Regions from separate parts of the Sus scrofa genome. Here all the other regions are linked to region 1. A link is a contact called in public HiChIP or PLAC-seq data. All regions are on one chromosome and are shown on one strand. Each heading gives the region's core, a stretch centred on a gene start, on an enhancer-like site or on the middle of the called end of the contact. The rest is flanking DNA. Distances are from core to core; before and after follow the strand shown. Region 1 has its middle 460 kb from the start of FAM49B. Region 2 overlaps LOC110260221 (a long non-coding RNA gene). Region 3 has its middle 660 kb from the start of MYC.

What was found. HiChIP or PLAC-seq counts read pairs in DNA pulled down with a chosen protein or histone mark.
Region 2: a contact with region 1 is called in an H3K27ac HiChIP or PLAC-seq map of skeletal muscle, with 6 times the contacts expected there. The contact joins two enhancer-like sites. A contact is called at or near these places in 1 of 47 Hi-C or Micro-C datasets (fetal skeletal muscle) and 1 of 2 datasets of contacts at active chromatin or transcription factors (skeletal muscle).
Region 3: an H3K27ac HiChIP or PLAC-seq map of alveolar macrophages shows a contact between it and region 1. The contact joins two enhancer-like sites. A contact is called at or near these places in 1 of 47 Hi-C or Micro-C datasets (embryonic fibroblasts) and 1 of 2 datasets of contacts at active chromatin or transcription factors (alveolar macrophages).

The regions. Positions count from the first base shown.
Region 1 is chr4:10,934,192-10,936,891 of Sscrofa11.1, forward strand. No RefSeq gene overlaps it. Among named protein-coding and RNA genes, the nearest start is that of FAM49B, 460 kb to the left of the region's middle. Within about 2 kb of position 1,365, at least 11 of the 83 cell types and tissues checked have an H3K27ac peak or open chromatin away from gene starts, as enhancers often do. A contact at or near this core is called in alveolar macrophages and skeletal muscle, where this site is marked.
Region 2 is chr4:11,485,722-11,488,421 of Sscrofa11.1, forward strand. All of the region lies in intron 2 of LOC110260221 (a long non-coding RNA gene), which reads right to left. Among named protein-coding and RNA genes, the nearest start is that of MYC, 970 kb to the right of the region's middle. Within about 2 kb of position 1,265, at least 5 of the 83 cell types and tissues checked have an H3K27ac peak or open chromatin away from gene starts, as enhancers often do. A contact at or near this core is called in skeletal muscle, where this site is marked.
Region 3 is chr4:11,799,586-11,802,482 of Sscrofa11.1, forward strand. No RefSeq gene overlaps it. Among named protein-coding and RNA genes, the nearest start is that of MYC, 660 kb to the right of the region's middle. Within about 2 kb of position 1,501, at least 9 of the 83 cell types and tissues checked have an H3K27ac peak or open chromatin away from gene starts, as enhancers often do. A contact at or near this core is called in alveolar macrophages, where this site is marked.

The sequences.
Region 1 (2,700 bases), core at 115-2,614:
GAAAATGGGTATGCTCTGGCAAGTGTCTGATCATTTGTGGTGCAGTCTGTCTCCATACCCCTCACCTGCCCCCATTCCTGGGACAGAGGGCTCCCTGGAGGTGGCTATTTCCAACAATCATGGTTGGATTTCAGGTTAATTTGGCTCCAGCTGAATTTCAATTTAATTATTCAGCAAAGATGAGCCCTGTTATTCCTCTGTTTTCGTTATTCTGATTATTCCTGCTAGAACTAGGCATGATCCTCTCCAAGAACCCTCAACCACGTTATGATTCTTTATGTAAATGCTCCTCTCCTGCTCTAAATGGCATCCAGCCCCATGTCTGACAGATCGCTTGTATAATAAATGATAAATGACTCACAAAGCTATACTTGAATGGAAACATGTAGCTACAATTTTCACCAATCATCAATAACTATGTTGAGAGTCTCGTGCACTTCAAATTAAAAACTTTATGGATGTATGGAGTTGCTTTTGTGGCTCAGCGGTTAACAAACCCAACTAAGATCCATGAGGATGTGGGTTCGATCCCTGGCCTTACTCAGTGGATTAAGGATCTGATGTTGCTGTGAGCTGTGGTGTAGGTCACAGACACGGCTTGGATCTGGCGTTGCTGTGGCCGTGGTGTAGGCCAGCAGCTGTAGCTCTGTTTTGACCCCTAGCCTGGGAACCTCCATATACCATGGATGCAGCCCTAAAAAAAGCAAACAAACAAAAAACTTGACATCATTATCTGGATAATGACTTGCAAGCCCCATGAGGGCAGTGTTGGTGACTGCCGCGGTCATCACTGCATCCTCAGTGCTTTGCTTAGCCCTGTACTCGCACATAGTAGGAACAGGGTGCATGTTTCTTTAATCTGTGTGCGTGAACTAAAACTGCAAATGCAATAAAGAGCTGTGAGATAGGTCTGAAAAGGATGTAATGTTGGTGCAATATTTAGTATCCTGGAGCACATTCTCGCTTCTGGAAAAGAGATTTCCTCTCCAGTTTAAATGTCCTGAATTGTATGTAGCCACATTGCCACCTTCATAGGCTGAGGGATTGCTGGACCATAAGCACAATTCCAAATGGAGAGACATTCCTGGCACCCGGAGGAACGCCTGCGAAAGTCAGAGAGACTTTCTCCAAATGGACCAGATTTATAGGGTGAGAAAGATGTGTGAATCTAGGCCAGAGGCCAAGGTTCCTCATTTAGTCTGTCATTGGCAAGGGAAGACCTTAACGAGATCTAAAAACAACTGGCTTCTGCATACCTGCCCTTGAAGGACACTTAGCCCAGAAACCTCCGTACACAGCCTTTCTGCTACACTACCCTGGGAGGGCATAGGCTAGTCCCTCGGTGTCCTAGAAGGAACACGTGCATTATTAGAGTGGCTTCAACTGCTTCTCCCTTTGGCTGTACAATGAGGAGGGTGGGGCCCTCTGATGTCCAACACAGCTGTGATGGAGTGTCCAGAGACTGAAACTCACATCCTAAGTGCAAGACTCAGCTCAGCCACTCTGCTTCCTGGCTGCGGTTTACTAGTGGGCAGTTCCATTCTGTATGGTCCAAGGGTATGGTTCCATTCCTCCTTCTGCCAGAAAGCAGGTCTTCCTTTGGACACTGCAATCGATCTAGAATGTGAACGCCCCGCTGCACTGTGAGCTCGCTGAGGGCAGGGGCTGCACTGTGTGTGCCCCGTACCCGTGGTGCAGGGTTCAGAGCAGATGCTCAGTGCAGGTTAGGGAAGGAATGAACTTCATCTCTGTTCTAGGCGCTCCGGTGGGTGTTGGTGACTGCCTGTCCAAGGATGTCCTCTAGATGGCAAACTCAGCTCAATTTTGAATGGGAGTCAGAGCCTCTGGCTGGGCGATGCCCTGGCAGGGAATAGTTTGTTGGAAATCCAGTTTCATCCAGTGCACATGGAATCTTCAGAAGGTTGGGAGACTTCTGGAATGCCAGCCGGTCAGGATGAATCTCTTCTTTTCCAGGGAGACGATGGGTGTGGGTTTGTCATCTCCCGGCTCCCACCAGTGTTTTCTGATCAAGGGAAATGGTACTTCAGAGGAGGGGAAGGTGGGGATGAAGCCAGCCTTTCTTCATAGGCACTGTTGAGTGACTTCATGTGTATTTTCTCATCTAATTCTCACAATGATCCTACAGTCTGCGTAGTGAGTGTTATTATTTCCCCTTTATAAATGATGACGCAGAGACCCGGAGACGTTAAATCATCTTATCAAAGTAGCGTAGCTTTTTTAGAAGCCCAGGGTTGCTAAGTTATGTCATGCCAATGTCTCGACCACTTTCCCCTCCCTGTTTAACTAGGGAAAGAAAAGATTGAAAAATCAAGGGTGAGGTGGCTTTCCCCTTGTGGCTTGGTGGGTGAAGGGCCTGATGTTGTTTCTATGAAGATACCGGTTTGAGTCCTGGCCTCGCTCGGTAGATTAAGGATCTGGCATTGCTGTGGCTGTGGTGTAGGTTCACGGATGCGACTCAGATTCAACCCCTGGCCCAGGAACTTCCATATGCCACAGCCGGAGCCATAAAAAACAGAGATGTGATAGCTTTAATTAAGTATGCAGATGTAGGGGGAGACGGTAAGAATCCTCAGCTCTAGGCAGTGATGCCTACTCTAGCCTAAGAAAATGACCAGTATCTCAGGTCCTGGCAAGACAGGGCTTTATATGTCTGTGGAATTCTGTCACAGCTTCCAGGGA
Region 2 (2,700 bases), core at 15-2,514, 550 kb after region 1:
TTACTCTACTATCATGGCATCACAGACTTTTCCTAAGCACCAAAAAATAAAAAAATAAAAAAAAATGAGAGTCTTTCCCCATCATTCTCTATCTCCTTGATTTTGCGCTATCTATCTTTGTAATGCTGAGCGTTACCCGCATCTATATATAATTTTCTTTTATCTCATTCCCTTAGGACATCAGCAAATGAGGACAGAAATATTATTCATTTTGCTCACTCATGAAACTTCTTTGCCCAGGACATACTCAGCAATTATTAGCACCAAGCAATTGCTTAGGGAAGAAGACTGCATTTAGGATGCAACATGCACATCCTGACTGTTTACCTTCAGTCTTAGGAGAGCATTTCTCTTTTGATGATGAGGAGGTTCCCAATAGCTATAAGACTTAGAGCCTTTCTTTTCAGGAAGCTCAGTGAAAAAAAAAACATGTATTTTCTCCCCAATTTGTTCCAGTGGAAATCCCATATTTGAGTACCACTGGACTGACGGGCCGTTTGCCAAGTCCGGAAACAATCTTTTGTGTTCAAAAGAGGAAATATGGCATGAGTTTGGTCTTTGGATCCCGGGACTTGCACATGCAAATAGGTATGGCCAAAAAAAAAAAAAAATGAAATAAACTGATTACGTAGATCAGGATCTGCTTCCACCACTGGAATTGGGATTGGTCAATCCCCAAGGCATGTGGGTTTAGAATGGGAATGCTATGATCCCCCACCCCCCTCCAAAAAAAACAAAACAAAACAAAACAAAAAAACCCAGCACTGAAATGCTGCTACCGAGAGGCAATCCAGGTTTTAGGAGATCAAAAACTTAATTTAAGAAAATGAGTAGAAAACTGCAAATGCAATAGTAATTATAGGGCACTGAAGTGGCCTGTGTACGCAACAGGCCCTGAAACTTAAAATTGTAGCATCACGGCAAAGCCATTTTTGGGAAAGCAAAACGTGAAAAAGAAGAAAGCAGATGTTCTCACAAGGACACTGAGAGGAAAGAAAATATAGATTATCCACAGAGGAGCGGGTGAGAGGACGACCTGATTAGAGGCAAGGAGAGGGACGCCTGTCAATTAGACCTGACCAAGTTCCCCTCTCTTCAGTGGAACACATTTCCTGCTCAGTGCAGGAATTTTCAGAGTGATTTTGCAGCCAGCAAAAGAGGAATGTGGAATTTGGTCTTAAACTTTCTGTTCTGAACCATTGTCTGCAGCTTGCTCTGAAGAGACTGGTGGAAAGAACAGCTGTGTGTCCCTAGTACAGCTAATCCTTTTGGAAAGAAAAAGAAAAAAGTTACATAACATAAATGCGTTTAGCTCCATCCCTTTCCCCTCCATAATTTAAAACATCCCACAGATGCCAAGTATGGGTGGGGTGTGACGATTAATGGTGAGTCCTGCCCTATACAGCCAGCATCTCGTCACAAGAGGGGGGGGGTCTCACTTCCTGTGCCTGGATGTGCATCTTACTCCCTGAAGCACTGATGGGGCTGAACATGTCCCCATTCGCCACACAAATGGACTCAGGGCTCAAAGGCTGAGCAGTTCTGCCCTGGTGAGTTCATAATGCGTTGCATTAGTGCACTTATGTAAAAGTCAGTGACCATCCCTCCCAGCAGCTGCCAGCATATGCTTCGCAGGTTCCTGGGGGAGAAGCCAAGGAAAGGAATGTGCGTGGGTTGAGAATGAGGATCGCCCTGTGGACTGGCCCCTGCGATGATAAGGCCTGATGACCAGCATCTGTCACACTGGCCGAGTCTTTCTGAACTCTCCCCGATTACTGACAGTGGTGTCATGCACTCACTATAGAGGTCAGAGGTCATTTGGGTCAACTTCCTTTGGTACCCAAGAACAGTCGGGGGTGTCACAACAGTGATCCTGTGTATGACGTATCTATTAGGTGCTAGGCAACATGCTGGCTTTCCCGGAAATAGTTCCAATCCTCCAAACATCCCTCCTCCTAAGTAGCTATGATGACCCTACTTTTCAGCAAGGAAACAAAGTATCTGCCTAGAAGGCACCAGGAGCAGAAGAGCAGACATGGGATTCAACCCCTCAGCGATCTAACCCTTAAGCTCAGGAGTTCCACGAGTAACAGAGCCTAAGAATATACTACTGTGATTATCACCCTTGTTTATAACCAGGGAGCTCCACTAGGTGCCAGACACTATGTTATGCAGTGTGTGTGTTTACCCATGTGAAAGCAGTTACTTTGAAAAATTTGGTAATGTATCCAAGGTCATTGATCAATATGTGATCCTACATCTTTTTTCTTTTTAGGGCCACACCAGGCTAGATGTTGAATCCGAGCTACAAAGGCTGGCCTAAGCCACAGCCACAGCCATGCCAGATCAGAGCTGCGTCTGAGACATATTCCACGGCTGATGGCAACATTGGATTCTTACCCCCACTGAGCAAGGCCAGGGATCAACCCTGCATCCTCATGGATACTAGTTGGGTTTTTAACCCACCGAGCCACAGCAGGAACTCCTGAAGCCACGTCTTTGTGATGCTAGAGATTAGAAATTAAGTGCTTTGCTTATATTCACTCACAGGTGATGCTGAAAGCTCAGCATGATCCTGAGGACTTGATGATGTGGACAGCTGGGCTTGTCACGGCCAGCAGCCTGGCAGCCAGAGCCATAGGATTTGTCACAGGGAAGGTTAAGGGGGCATGTCCTCCCCAGAGGACCATTTTACACTTG
Region 3 (2,897 bases), core at 251-2,750, 870 kb after region 1:
TTCTGAGTCCTAGGGGTTAGGGTTTTAACATATGAATTTTGACAGGACACCATTCGACCTACAACAAGGTTCTTCCATTTCAAAAGTTTTATTAAACTCCATTTCAGAAACACACTTCTGTACCCACGTTCAACTTCTTCTTGCCCCTTGGTGCTGCCTTCTGGGTCTTTACTCTTTGCTTTGTACCCTTATCATATCCGTTCGTTGTATTTCTCACCAATTTAGTCCTTGATGAAAGCAGCATTGGCTAGCTACAAAATGTAAAGGCTATGAGAAAATGCTTTGCAAATTATAAACTCTTATGTGAGTTTTAATTGCCACTTTTTAGTGTTCCCTAAGGAATAGATACCGAGCTCCTCTCATATTTTGTACATATTCCCTGGTGTTTCTGATTTTAGAAAACTCTGTAAGTGCAGGAAAGATTAAAAGATGGAGACAGTAATTGTAAGGTCATCATGGTGCTGAAAATTAAAAAGGATGGGCTTCCGAATTAGGGAACCATAGAATGGATCCCAAGAAAGAAATGTGAACTATAGCCCCACGGGACAGACTGTAGACTTGGTGTCTCATCAAATATTGACAAGGAGGTCATGGGAGAAAAGGCAGATCTTGATACTTTTTTTTCTCTACTGAATACTAAGTGCATCCACTTTCAATTTTTATTTTGTTGTATTCCTCCACTGCTGCTGGTTCCCTGTTAAGTGCCACATAAAAGGCATATTTTTCAGCAAATTCCTTTCCTGGTCTTGCCCCTCCCTGCTCCCCAGCCTTATATTCCTCCATTTTCCCCTCCTGCCCTTGTGCACACCTTGCCAAACTCCTTGGAGCTGGTACTTACCTGGGTGTCTTACTGTTGCACCTGCTCCCCTTTCTTCCTGGGAAGTGCCTTCTCAGTGTGGACCCGATGAAAGCCCAAACCAACACTAAGAGAGGGATCCCTGATTGGACTCTCCCGATGAGACTCAGCCTCTCTGGCTTTTGTGCTACCTTTGCACCTTGTAAATCCTTGTATTATCATTCTTCTCACAAGGGATAGTAATTGTGTCTTATCACACCCCTCATTAAATCATAAACTTCAGGACAATAATATGTTATATTCATCTTTGTATCCACAGTTCTTAGCACAGTGGCTTGTCCTTGAATGGAGTCGAGAAATAGTTGTGAAATGAATAAACAAGTGTAGATGTAGACTGAATCTGATATTGGGTAATGCATTAAACCTCGTCCAAAGGATTTTACAGACACTGGGAAGCAGAGGTTGGAATCCTTTGGAGGTTACATTGCAGATTTTTTTTTTTTTTTTTTTTTTTTTTAGAATTTGAGACATGATTTACTTTCCTCTAGTATCCTCAATCCTATCATGCTGATGTGTCTGACCCTTCATTTAATTACTAGATACCCGCTACGCATTAGCTCAGCTTCCGGAACACCTATGTGGGAAGCATGATGTTTTCTGGCTGCCACTGTGGATGCCCAGGGCACCTCCCTGGTTTGTCCACACCATCTGTGATAGTAGCGGCTCTTGATGTGGGAGAGACTGATTATTAGTAAGACAAGCTCCCTCCTAGCTAATGAGCAGCTTCTCACTTGGCTAGAGCTGCTGAACCTCCACAATTGCCCTGTGAATTAGCTATTTTTTCCCCACCCAGTTAGGATATTCCTATTTAAATTATGATAGGAATACTTTGATTCGCCCCCAATTTTCCATTTTTCTGAAGGGCTCAAACACCAACATCTGGATCCCTGTAATCAAGAAAGTAGAGTGGAGCAAAAATCACCTTAATTTTGGCAGCAGAAATCTGTGACTTCAAAACCAAGTCATTCTGCTTAATAGCTTTTTGACCTTGAGCAAATTACTGAAAATCTTAGTTACCTCATGTGTATGAATTAGGGGTGATAATAACTGACCTTACACTATTGGGTAATGATTAAAAATTATGCAACCCACATTATAGTCCTAGCTCTGTGTTTCCCAACAAGAGTGCTCTTGACATTCGGGGTGGGGAAAGTCCCCTCTTGCACAAGTGTGTTACATACATTATAAAATGCTAAACATTTCTGGAAGCTGAGATCTAAATATCAGTAATACCCCTGGTCACCAAGGAATTGAACTCCCCCCGCCCCCCCAACAACATGAGCTCCCTGCCCCCACCTCATACCCCCCCACACCATACTGAGAGGTAAAACTTATCCAGGCTACCACATACAAGGGAGTGTTCAAGGAACTTTATTTGATTGACCTAATTTAATTCTCATAAAAACTTTATAATGCACTGAAAGATTAAAAACACTGCCAGGTTATAGAACTAGAGAGTTGAGGATCTGGGTTTGTTGCTTTGTGAGTTTAAGCCTCTGTGCCGTCTTGACTGGGAGCTTGGTAATTACTTAAATGTTCTCTTCCTTCCTTCCTCCCAATCGGGTTTCATTTCCAGTGTCTTTGGCTAACTTCTCAGTAAGCTACAATTACGTTTTGTCCACCCAGATGCACAGACTTCATTGGCCCAAGCCCAAGTTTTGACAAGACTGAAGACACCTTTTTTATTGTGGTGACAGATATCTCAGGGCCAAATCTGTCTTGCTGTACCAGGGTCTAGCCTATGAGGGTTTCCACTGGGGATAAGTGAATAAAACATCACCCCACATATTTTTCCTTCCACTGATTCTTCTTCCTTTCCCCCAGAACCCTCCTGGGCTTTGGGGAGCCTCTCTCACTTGCCTGTTTTTTGTTATTATGACAATTGGCTGGGGAGGTAAGAAGTGTCAGTGGGGAGGGGTCCCCAAACAGCCAAGCAACTCTCCAACCCTAAATAGGTGCCTACAGTTCAACTCAGTTCTGACACTGTGCCTAGAGACAGTGGCAGATTCCACAGATTAAGCATTCAGTTCTACAAGGCTGC